Linked DNA regions of Mus musculus: region 2 is linked to region 1. A link is a contact called in public promoter capture Hi-C data. All regions are on one chromosome and are shown on one strand. The core of a region is the stretch at or near the end of the contact, and the rest is flanking DNA. Distances in the headings are between cores, read along the strand shown.

What was found. Promoter capture Hi-C pulls out the DNA fragments that hold promoters and counts their contacts.
Region 2: a promoter capture Hi-C map of stem cell-derived epiblast-like cells shows a contact between it and region 1, with 4 times the contacts expected there. The contact joins the promoter of Etv3l here to the promoter of Naxe in region 1. A contact is called at or near these places in 3 of 39 promoter capture datasets (embryonic stem cells, hippocampal neurons and stem cell-derived epiblast-like cells).

What each region holds. Positions count from the first base shown.
Region 1 is chr3:88,055,757-88,061,701 of GRCm38.p6, forward strand. Naxe (NAD(P)HX epimerase) reads right to left here and starts at 2,739. Exons shown (of 6, transcript NM_144897.3): 1 at 2,571-2,739; 2 at 2,374-2,482; 3 at 2,165-2,275; 4 at 1,968-2,081; 5 at 1,230-1,377; 6 at 767-1,020. The coding sequence starts at 2,734. The coding sequence ends at 818. Gpatch4 (G patch domain containing 4) reads left to right here. Exons shown (of 8, transcript NM_001110809.2): 8 at 1-238.
Region 2 is chr3:87,547,669-87,553,613 of GRCm38.p6, forward strand. It overlaps Etv3l (ets variant 3-like), which reads left to right and starts at 2,389. Exons shown (of 6, transcript NM_001370856.1): 1 at 2,389-2,567.

The sequences.
Region 1 (5,945 bases), core at 1,489-3,988:
GGCAGGGTTTCTGCACACTCTGCAAGCAGCTCTGGAGCCCCAGTCTGCAGAGGAGAGCCAATGCATTCTATACTGGCTGAGGGGGTGGACATGGTCCCCTGTGAAACTTGCTGTCCAAAAAGTATAAACCTGGTGCCTGGCAGCTCACCAGCTAAAGGATGGTGGGAAGAGGAATCAGGATGGAGGAATATTTGGAGTGTCTCTTTTAAAAGTCTGAAAATGTAGACTTACATGAAATGTCTTTGTTTTGTTTTTGAGACAGGGTTTCTCTAATACAGCTCTGGCTTTCCTAGAACTCACAGAAATCCAGGCATCTTTGCCTCAAGAGTGCTCAGATCAGAAGCATACACTATCATACCCTACAAAATGTTTTCATTTTAAATACCATGAAGGTTAAGAAAAACATACATTTATATGTATGGGTTGGGTTACCCTCCCAGACTGTTCTGATCATGATGAAATGAGAGCTTGGACCCCAAGCTTCTAGGTCCTTCCCAGTTGATGTCAGCATTCCCAGCATGAGAAGGTCTGAACACAAAGTAGATGGCATTTGGAGACTTGAAGGAATCCTGTTACCCTCTGGGGGTCTTGCTACAATGATACACTGAATTAGTTTAGAGGCATCATCTACCTCCCTGTCTATTACAAATAAGTAAGAATCATTCCTGGGTGAAACACCTATTTCCCATTGCTTACAAATGCTGGTCTGTTTCCCCAGAGACAGCACAACCCACTGATAATTATTAAGGCCAGAAGACTCCAATTTCAAGACAGAAAGTACCAAGTCTTTATTGAGAATCCTGCCTACCCACCTCCCTTACTGTAGACGGTAGACACACTCTGTGTCAGGGTAAGATGGCAGGTTCAGCTGGTACTTCTTCTCTAGAGCAGGTGGTACAAAGCGACCCCCAAGGTAATGATATCGGCCAGTAAAGTGAGTTGCAGACTTCTTGGGTGCCGTCAGTGAGATGAGTAAGTCTGGTTGGATTCCGCTAGGGTTTCCCTTCTCTACATCCCATCCTGAAGAGAGAAAGTAGTATAAGGACATACAGGTGGCCTGGTCCTAAGGAAGAGGGAAAGCCCTCAGTCCCATGTACTATCGGGCTCTGGTTTTCCACAGGGCCAGGCAGCATGAACTTTGCTCCCCAGCCCTAATGTGGGACAGTCCCCTGGGTACCAGCCTTAGCCAGGTTTGAGCACGAGTCTCCCAGCCACCTGAGTCTCAGCACCTGAGGGAATGTCGATGCTAGCAATGGGCACAGTGAGTCCACTCAAGACACTCAGGATGCTGTGGAATGGCTCCCGAACGTCACCCTTGAAACTGAAGCCGAAGATGGCGTCCACCACCAGCTCATACAGCTCGTCCACCATCATGGGCTGGGAGCGTGAGGGAAGGGGAAAGGATGTCAGGAGCTGCTGTCACCTAGGGAGGCCTGTCCCTGCACCCACTGACCACAGAAGCATGTATATAACTGGTTCCTAAGGCACAGTAAAGAGGAGTTGCTCATTCAGGACAGTCTGAATCCAGGCCTGAGTACCTACCTGCCTGTCACTGGTGAGAAGGGGTGACTGCCAGTCTCAGGCTTCCTGACACTGGAAGCCAGAAGAGACTAGTTCTGTTCTGCATATCAGTGTCTTCATCCATAGAATAAGCTGGGGCTTTCTGGTTTTTGTTTTGTTTTAATTTCTGACTTCCCACCCTTTAATCCATGCATCTACAGAAAAGGTTCAGGATGAGGCCCTGAGGGCCAGATTATTGTTAGATGCATGTTGTGGGAGTTGTTTGGCTGCAGAATAGGAGTGCCTGGAAAGTCGTGGAGCACACAGTCTGGAGGGGCTTCTACACCACTTTTTTTCAGAGAACACTTTTAGGGCAGACAGACACTAGGCAGGCCAGCTTGATCTGAAAATGGGAAGGGCAGGACAGGGGCAGTACTTACTGTAGAAACAGGCATCAACCCACCTACCTCTGGGGGCATTTCACCAAGGAAAGGAATGTCCATTTTCTGACACTGAGTCACTAGCCCAGTGAAGAGGGGCTTGTTAGGTCTTTTGGGGTAATAGATAGTTGGCTGGTAACCCTAGTTGAAAAGGAAAGTAGCCATTCAATCTCCGATCCCGAGTCTTCATACCTTGCCACAAAAAACTCCGTTCACATACTTACAAAAAGTTTGAGGTGTCGCGCACAGACCAGCCCATCCCCTCCGTTATTTCCGGGGCCACAGATGACCAAGACAGTCGGGGGACTCTTGGACATAGACGTGGGGGGATAAGCCTGAAGGCAGAAGTGCAGAGGGCAGTCACCGCTGTGTGCGCCACCGCCGGGGACCTCCCCACCTGCACCTCACTGAGGTTTCTCGCTGTGCCGCTTACCTTGGCAATAGCCGTGGCACAGCTCAACCCGGCCAGCTCCATGAGTTGATCCACGCTGAACTGATACTCGTTAAAAAGCTCTTGGTCCACGGCCTGAGCCTCCTCCTGACTGAGGGAAGTCCTGGCCTGAGTCCGCCCCTGGGGTGCTGGGGCCGCGGCCTGCCCTGCCCCGCCCCCGCGGGAGAGGGCGGCCGTACCTTAAGTACTTCACCGCAGCGCCCGCCATGGTCTCCGAGCCCCGGCGCTGTGTTCCCCACCAGATGGGCCTTGCACGACACACACTCTGCTGGCTGATGACCCGTGGCAGGCGCGAGCCCGCAACCAGCAGCCCCAGCCCCAGCAGCGTCCGCAGCCCGGACATTCGACTAGCAGAGCGCCGCTCGCACGGCGCATGCGCAGGGCCCGCCCCGCCCCAGAGCCTCTGCATCTAACCGTCCGTTCCTAGTCCCAGACTATCAGGCGTTCCGCCCACCTTCGTTCCGCCCTGCGTTCTCACCTTTCCCCGGCGTCGCAGAGTTCCAAACAGATGTGCTTCGCTCCCTCTGCAGTCCTGGCTGGCCACCATCTTGAAGCAGTTCTGTTGCCTCCTTGCTGAAAGGTGTGATTGCACGCAGTTTTTTAAAAATTAGTATCTTTGACCTCTCGCTGCCCCTGCTTTTTACAGGGTTTCTCTGTAGCCCTGGCTGTCCTGGAACTCACTTTGTAGACCAGGCTGGCCTCGAACTCAGAAATCCGCCTGCCTCTGCCTCCCAAGTGCTGGGATTAACGGCGTGCACCACCATGCCGACTTGTTTGTTTTTAACATTTAAAAATGCAAGGGTTGGAGGGAAGAGGCATGCACGTGCCTTGCTGCACATATAGAGGTCAGAGGACAATTTCTGTGCATCCGATCTCTCCATCCAAAGAGTAAGATCCGAGGATCAATCACAGGTTGTCAGTGCCCTTGCTCTTCAAGTGGTTTTGTGGACCTCTGCCCTGTCTGTTTTACTTATGTAATGTAGAAAATAGAATTTTTAAGGCTGTGATAGTGGCAGGAACTTTAGATTACTCCGGTAATTGTACTTCAAGTCCAAGGTTCTGTGGTCTTACGCAGGACCTCACCAGCTTTATTTTTCTGATTTCACTAGCATGTGAGTTACTCAAGGCTCCTTACAGATTTGCTGGAAAATATTTAGTTAGTTTATTTTTGGTCAGCTGATTTTGTTTTCAGTTGTTTCAGAGTATGGGTATGTGCGGTCACACAGGTGCCCTCGGGAACCAGAGGTGTCAGGTCCCCAGAACTACAAGCAGTACAAGCAGTCTCATGTGGCCTAGGCTGCCTTGGATCTTATGTCTTACGTTGCAAAAATGGCTTTAAATCCCTGATCCTCTGAGATTCTGGGTCTGAGCCACTGTAGCTGGCTTTATTTAAGTTTAGTGTTTGTTTGTTTGTTTGTTTATGTATAGGTTGTGAGCCATGTGGTTGCTGGGAATTGAACTCAGGACCCCCTGCTTGCTCTTGGCCCTCTTGTTCCGGTGGAAAGCTTTATTTATTATATGTGAGTACACTGTAGCTGTCTTCAGGACACGCCAGAAGGTGTCAGATCTCGTTACGGGTGGTTGTGAGCCACCATGTGGTTGCTGGGATTTGAACTCAGGTCCTCTGGAAGAGCAGCCAGTGCTCTTAACCACACTGAGCCATCTCTCCAGCCCTGAAGATTCATTTCTAAAACACAATGTGAAATATGTTTATTTGGCATAGATAATATGTTAAGCACTTACACATACCAGGTGCTAACATGAACCACCTCACTTCATAGCAACCTTAGTATTCCCGTTTCAAAGATTAATTAAAAAAGAAAAAAAGGAAGACCTGCCCACCTGCCCAGTGATAATGATGGCTGGTGGTGGAGCTGGGATCTCAGCAGGCTGACCTTACAGCCTTCTGCAACTTATCCTGTTGATTTCATTCTGATGGGCTGTGACTATAGAACAATACAGAAAATATCCCATCCACAGAACTCAGGAGACAACCAATGAGAGCTGTTTCTACAATCGCTGCCTCCCCTTTATTGCCAGCATGCAACCTTTCAGGTTTTCTTAATTCTGCCAAACCCCTAGTGTATTTTTAGCCTATCATAGATAAGAATATTCAATCAGATTAAGGAGGTTGGCTAGGGGCCTGACGCAATAGCAACATTCCTTTTTTTTTTTTTTTTTTTTTTTTGGGTTTTTCGAGACAGGGTTTCTCTGTATAGCCCTGGCTGTCCTGGAACTCACTCTGTAGACCAGGCTGGCCTCGAACTCAGAAATTCACCTGCCTCTGCCTCCCGAGTGCTGGGATTAAAGGCGTTTGCCACCACGCCCGGCAATAGCAACATTCTTGTGTGGCAGACACCATCATTTGCTCCTCTAAACCCATTCTCCTTCCCTAGCAGATCCTGATATTCATATCTTTGTGGAGTGGCACAACAAAACCCAGCATTCTTCCGTCTCCCTCCAGCCAGTAAGAGTGGCCATTTAATTAAATGTTCACCACTAATGAACAGAAATGATATGGATATAGACAGACAGACAAATAGAGATATAGAGCCACTCCTATAGAGTACTATTTTGGAGGGGTGTGCTATTTTGTGTGATTTTTTTATTTGTTTTTGAGGCAGGGTCCTACCATGAGCTCCGGCTGTCCTGGAACTCACTATGTATACCAGGCTGGCCTTGAACTCACAGAGATCTGCCTCTATCTGCCTACCAAGTGGTGAGATTAAAGGAATGCACCACTATGCCTGGCTTCATAGTGTACTTTTAAAAGATCTCCTCCACTTCTTTCTTATTACTGGGCTGGATTGAAGGCACGATGCTTGTCTTAGTTAAAGAGTTACTATTGCTGTGATGATTCATGACCACAAAGTAAGGTGAGGAGGAAAGGGCTCATTTAACTCACACTTCCACATCACAGTACATCCTCGAGAAAATCAGAAGAGGAACTCAAATAAGGCAGAGGCCATGGAGGTGTGCTGGCTTGCTCATCATGGCTTGAACAGCCTGCTTTCTTATAGACCCCAAGACTACCAGCCAAGCATGGCACCACCCACAGTGGGCTAGGTACACCACCCAATGCTAACTAAGGAAATGCCCTGCGGCTGGATCTTATGGAGGCATTTTCTGTTGAGGTCCCCTCCTTTCAGATAACTCTAGCTTGTTTCAAGTTGGCCTGGTGCTATAGGTGGAGCAGCCCTTTCCTTCTTCCCTTGATGGCCTTGTGTACGCTCGTCAAGCTCTTTATCATGAGCTACTTCCCCAGCCCCTGCAGCTATGAGGCGGAAACCCCATGTTAGCATCAGAGTCAGGGCTGCAGAGATGTGTCAGCAGTTAAAAGCACTTACTGCTCCTGCAGAGGAGCCAAGCTCCTTCCCAGACCTCATGTCAGGTGGCTCACAACTGCTTGTGGCTCCAGGAGATCTGACACCTCTGGCCTTTGGGCACTTTCACACATATGCAATGACAACACACAGATACACTCACATTCAATCATATCATCATCGTCATCATCATCATCATCATCATCATCATCACCATCATCATCGTCCAGG
Region 2 (5,945 bases), core at 1,139-3,638, 510 kb before region 1:
TCATTGGTTTTTGTTTTGTTTTGTTTTCAGACAGGTTCTCATGGAGACTCAGCTAGCGTCAAACTCAATATGTAGCCTAGGCTAGCCTCAAACTCAATATGTAGCCCTGGCTAAGCTTGCCCTCCTGATTCTCTAACCGTCATGTCTCAAGGCTGGGATAACAGGTGTGGGCCACCAGACCTAGCTCACTTTGTTTGGAGGTTTTTGTTTTTCCCTATGGTTCTAAGGATTGAACCCAGGGCTTTCCGTATGCTAGGCAAACCCTCTCCCACACAGCTCCTCCCCAACATTATCTTTCCTCTTTATTTTGAGACAAGATCTTGATAAGTTCTACAGGCTGGACTCAAAACTCACTGTGTAGGCCAAGGTAGCCTTGAACTTGTGATCCTCCTGCCTCAGCTTCCCACAGTGCTAGGATTATAGGCATAAATCACCACACTCCACATATTTTAAACCATCTTAAAACCCCCAACCAAGTTGGCATTTTCAAGTGTACACTTGAAATCTCACCTGGATGCTGAGGCAGGAGCATTGTCATGAATTCAGAGCCAGCAAGGGCCATACTCAGCTAGGATGAGGTCCTGTTTCTAGAACTGAAAAAACATGAATGTATTAACTGTGTATGGAGGCCGTGTGAGAAGCTGGGTAGGTAGGTGGATACAGGAGGGGTATGGGTGCCTCCTGGTGTTCTGCTCAGTGACAGGGCCCATTACCCCAGGACTCTGCCCACTTTGCTTTTATCTTGTAGAGGAAACAGCTGGCCAGCTGAGAAACCACCTTCAAGCCCAGTGCCTGGCTGGCTAGTCCACATATAATGACATGGATGGAGCAGGAAGACAGAGACACTGGAGGCTGGCAGCAAGGAGGGCTTCCCTGTCGGGTGTCCAGGAAGATGAGAAGAAGTATGCTGGGGTGGTGACCAAGCAGCAAAGGAGAAGAGATGGAAATACTAAGAAGCAGCCAGCCCCCCTCTCCCCACCCCCCAACTCTCACCCTGGCCTCAGCTTGTGTTCTGTAAGGGACTCTGCACTGTAGTAACAGAGCCTGAAGAGCAGCCTCCTGTCTATGGTGGACAGGAGGCCCAGGCTTCAAACTCTTAAGTGAATGAGCGTAGGTGGGTGATGGCGAGCAAGGGGCAGGCCAGCCTGCTGCACTGCAGACCCAGCACCTACGACAGACAGCAGGATGCTAACTACATCTCCTCTTCCCTTCACCGTGTGTCTCCTCTTGCCCATCACTGTGCGAGGTTACCCTTCCTGCATGGCTCTGGCCTACGGAGCCCTGCCTTCACCAGGACCCTCCCTCCCTCCCTGAGGCCCAGCTCTTGTCTTCCATCAATCAGCCCCTCTCCCACCTGTCCATCACGCTAGCTTCGGTTGATTTAACCAGAAAACAAGCCCAGAATGTAATTCCGTGCCCTCCATCCCATCTCCATCAGCTCAGAAGGCAGTATGCTGAGGGGTGGGGGCATGGCCTCCCAGAGTCAGTGAAGACAGGAAAATCATACTGATACCAACAACATCCATCAGCCTTCTCCCTGCTTGGGGCTGGAAAGCTGAACACAGCCCTGACAGGCTCCAGGGTGGCTTGGTCCCAGGTATCAACCTGAGATCCTGTTCCTTAGGCATCTCAGCTAAGTTCTCATCTCCTCCCCAAGATGTCCTGGGAATTCTAGCCCTTATCTTGTTCCTCACTGAGCTGTCTGATACTCCTGTAGTCACTGTCTCCTAACTGGCTTAGTCTTTAGTTGGAAGTTCTTCCTGTTGTCTAACTTCAAGTCAAATTAGTAAGGTCTTAAAAAAATTTTTTTAATCTCTAGAACCATAAGAGAGTAAACATATTATGTGCCTTTAAATCTTTAGAAAAATGACCTTGAGTAACTATCATGTGGAAGATGGGACTCACTGGTGGAAGAATTTGCCTAGCCATGTCTCCAGTACTAAGGAGTAAGTAAAAAATAATATACTTTAAAATATATTTCATCTATATCATTTTATTCTAGCCAAAGAAGGAAAGTTACAGGTTGTGACAATCTGGCACTAGTGAGTGAGTGAGTGAGTGAGTGAGTGAGTGAGTGAGTGAGTGAGTGAGTGAGTCAGTGAGTCAGTGAGTGAGTGAGTGAGAGCGCATCTCAAGCAAAGGCTGGAGTCACGTTTAAGTCTGGGAGGTATGAGGTCAGTTTTTAGATCTGAACTCCGATCTCCACAGAATGCTACACAAGAAAGAATGGATGGCTAGACAACTCGCAGGACGTCCCAGCAGGTCAGTAACCTTGAGAAGAATTGAAAAGGAGGAAGTGTCCCTAGCAGGTACTTTAGGAGCCAGCCACCCCACAGGAAGAGCCCCTACTCTGCTGCAAGGTGGACACATGTGTGGGGTGTCTGTATAAGGCATCGAGCCGTGCCACTGGCTCTCAAAGGGTTAATGGTGCTGTCTGCAAACGACCTTGGCTCCCCTGGGAGCTTGGAGATCCCCGCTCTCATTTTAAGTAACCCTAACGCGATGAGCAAGGGCAAGGAGCGAGTCAGAAGGAACCAGACTGCGCGCAGAATTGATGATCCAAAGCGGTAAGCCATCCTGGCAGGTCTGAGACGGGGGCTCCTCTGTGCACCCGGATATGGAGCCAGTTATGGGACAGTTGGGAAGTGGGGCGGAAGGAGCTGAAGCCCACAGGTGTGGCGAGGCTTTTCTTTCTCCAGAGGAATGGCACAGAGCTGGAGTTGTGTGCTCAGGGCAGAGAGCTTTCCGGCATCTGTGGGAGGATGTCACAGGGACACTGGTTCAGTGTAGCAGGGAGTTCTTCTATGAAGGTGGGGCCAGTATCTACTATCTGGAACAGACAAGACTCTGGGGTGAATGATGAGCAAATAACCAAGCTCTCAGCCAACTTCTCATCCTGCTAGCCTTGTGGGTCCTTAGGAGCCATGCCCCTGCCCAGGCTCATTGCTCCAGGGCACGGGTTGGGGTGGGGGTGGGGGTTTCGGGGGACGACGATAGTCGGGTCGGTCGGGGGTAAAAGGCCAGTTGTTGAGGCTGACTGGGGAGCAGATGGAGGCAGCCGAGTTGGGGAGCATCACGGAGTGGGTGGAGACAGGACAGAGAATTCCTCCTGAGCCTGGCAGGATGAACTAAAGGGATGCATGCCTCTGGTGGGGCAAGAGGGTTCTGCTCCATCCACCTGCCCCTCTTCCTTTCTCACACCGTTTCCCAAAGTACTAGGGCCAAGAATCCTGACGTATGAGAGCCCTTATGGTAGTGAGCACAGATGCAGGCTAGAGAGGCAGGTGCGATGCCAAGAGAAAGTTTCAAACTCTCTCCAAGCCCTGGGTCAGGGTCGGGGTGGAGGGGGTTTGATCTCTCTGGCTTTGTCAAAGGACAGTGGAGCCTCCTGGGCATAGAGACTCAAGCACAGAATCAGCTGAGAGAGCTTCAGACTTGATAGAAAGTGAAGGGCTCAGGTCTAGCCTGGAGGTCTGGGCTAGATGTAGACACGGGATTGGTTTTTATGGACGGAGGCCTTGGATGCTGGGATGCAGGGTTGCGGGCTACCTCTGCTTGCTGCCGGGTTTTCCGGCTGATCTAACGCCCTGCCCTGGGCAGTGATGAGCTCACCCAGCTCAACTGTTTGCTGGAACTTTCATCTCCTGCCTGCCTTGCCCTGCTGCCCCCTTAGTGCCTGCTGCACGGGATTTCTTGTTCCTGGTGGGGAGACTAAGGGCCGGGGTGGGATGTTCGGGAGGCTTCCCTAAGGAACATTGGATAAGAATATGATGAATGAGACCAGCACTGTGGGAAGAGAGTGGGCACCAGAGGCAGTTGTGGAAAGGGAGCAGCCCAGGGTAGGGGGAGACAGAAAAGGGCGGGCAAGAGGCAAAAGTGGCAAAGCCCGCCACACAGAACAGGGCTGGATGATCGGTGGTGAGACTGAGACCAGGAGAGACCAGCCACCCAGACAGGGAGCAGGGGTGAACAGAGACCGCACAGAGCTGAGGAGGGAGCACAGGAAACAGCCCGACAAGAGGAAGCCACAGGTGAGAAGGAAAGCTGGAGGGAAGAGGGAGGGGTGGGGGGAGGGAAGAGGTAGGCTGAAGATCAGAGGAGGGCAGAGCCCCAGACTGAAGCCTGTGACAACCACCTCCATGGCCCATTCCCCTAAGCATCTGTGAGGGGATTTTTCTCTAACCTTCAACAACCCATTCCTACCAGCCCTATGGGAGTTGACATTAAGTGTCTGGGTTTGGAGTTCTAAACCTTAGGCCACAGGGGTGGGGCTGCCACCAGAGGCTAGGTGGAGATCTAAGACCCATGATGGAGGGGCTGAGGGAGCCTCTCCCCAAAGGTGCCATCCCCAAGAGAGGGAGGAATACCAGGTCAGGGAAGAAGGGAAAGGACGTGAGTAGAGGCAGAAAGGCGCTGGCTGCTTCCCCACCATCCCCAGCTGCTCCACCCATCCCCATTCAAAGCCTTCGCTAATATCAGCAGCAGCCTCAGAGCCAGCGTCCCCACCTGCCAAGAGCCAGGGCAGAGATGGGAGGTTTCCAGTCAGACTGGGGAGGGAAGGAAGGAGAAGCGGCCTTTCCAACCTCTGGAGCCTCTGAGGTCTCTCCTGCTGTCACTGTGGCTGTCACTGTGATCTCCTCTCCGTTCCTGTCCTTCTGGCCCTGGGTCCCAGTCTGGTCTCACTGTCCAGGATCCAGCTCTCTGCCTGGCTCTTTCAGGCTTATGTCTCTCTGCCTCTCTCTTCTCTGCACATCAACAATCCTACCTGCCGCTGATTCAACAGGGCGCTGAAAAGCTCAGGTTTTGTCCAGTCGATCTGGTTACTTGGTCCCTGGCTTCAAAGGTCCCAATGACAGCATGACTTTCTTTTCATAACTTTTATTGATTTGTTTTGTTTGAGGCAGGGCCTACCCATGGCACATTTGCTGGCCCCTAACTCTTTGTCGCTCAGGCTGGCCTTGAACTAGGAGCAAGCCCCTTGTCTCTGCTGATTCTACAAGTGTGAGCTACCCCATCCAGCACCACAAAAATGACTTTCACTCTAAGTTTCTACATACATACTGTACTGGGCTCAAAGGCTTGTGTTTATGTGTCTGTGTCCTTGTATGTGAGTGTGTGTGTCTTTATGTGTATGTCTGTATGTCTGTGTGTCTCTAAAAATGTGTGTCTGTGTGTCTCTCTATGTGTGTGTGTGTGTATGTGTCCGTGTGTGTCTCTGTGTGTACGTGTCCGTGTGTGTCTCTGTGTGTACCTATGTGTATGTGTCTGTGTGTATGCATCCATGTGCCTGTGTGTTTATGTGTATGTGTCTGTGTCAAGTATGTCTCAGTGTGTATCTATACATATGTGTCTGTGTGTATGTGTCCATGTGTGTCTGTGTGTGTATATGTGTATGCTTGTGTATATATGCTCCTGTATATCTATATGGAAATCTGTGTTTCTGCATGTGTCTGTGTATGTCTGTGTATTTATGTGTCTGTGTGTATGTATGTATGTGTATCTGTGTGAAACTATGTGAATGTATCTTTGTGTGTCTATGTGAATATGTCTGTGTGTCTATGTGAATGTGTCTGTATGTCTATGTGAATGTGTCTGTGTGTGTGTCTATGTCTATGTGTGTGTGTTTGTGTTTCTATCTTTCTCATGCTTGCCCATTGGGTTGGCTGGCCTCTGGCTTCCTGGGACTACTGTTGAAATTTTTCTGGCAAAGAGCCGACATCCCAGGCTTGGTTGGACAGTTTCCTTCAGGGCCAGGGCCTCCTGTCAGCCTTGCCTCTCTCCTTAGAGTTCCAACTCTTCTGCCCCAGTTGACCAATTACAGCTCAGTGCCTGGAGTCAGACAGACCTGTTCTCATCCAGCTCTACCACTTGGCAGGATCTTGAGCAAGTCTCTTAATCTTTTGAGCCTCTGTTTCCTCAGCTTACAAAATGTAGCCAATACCAAC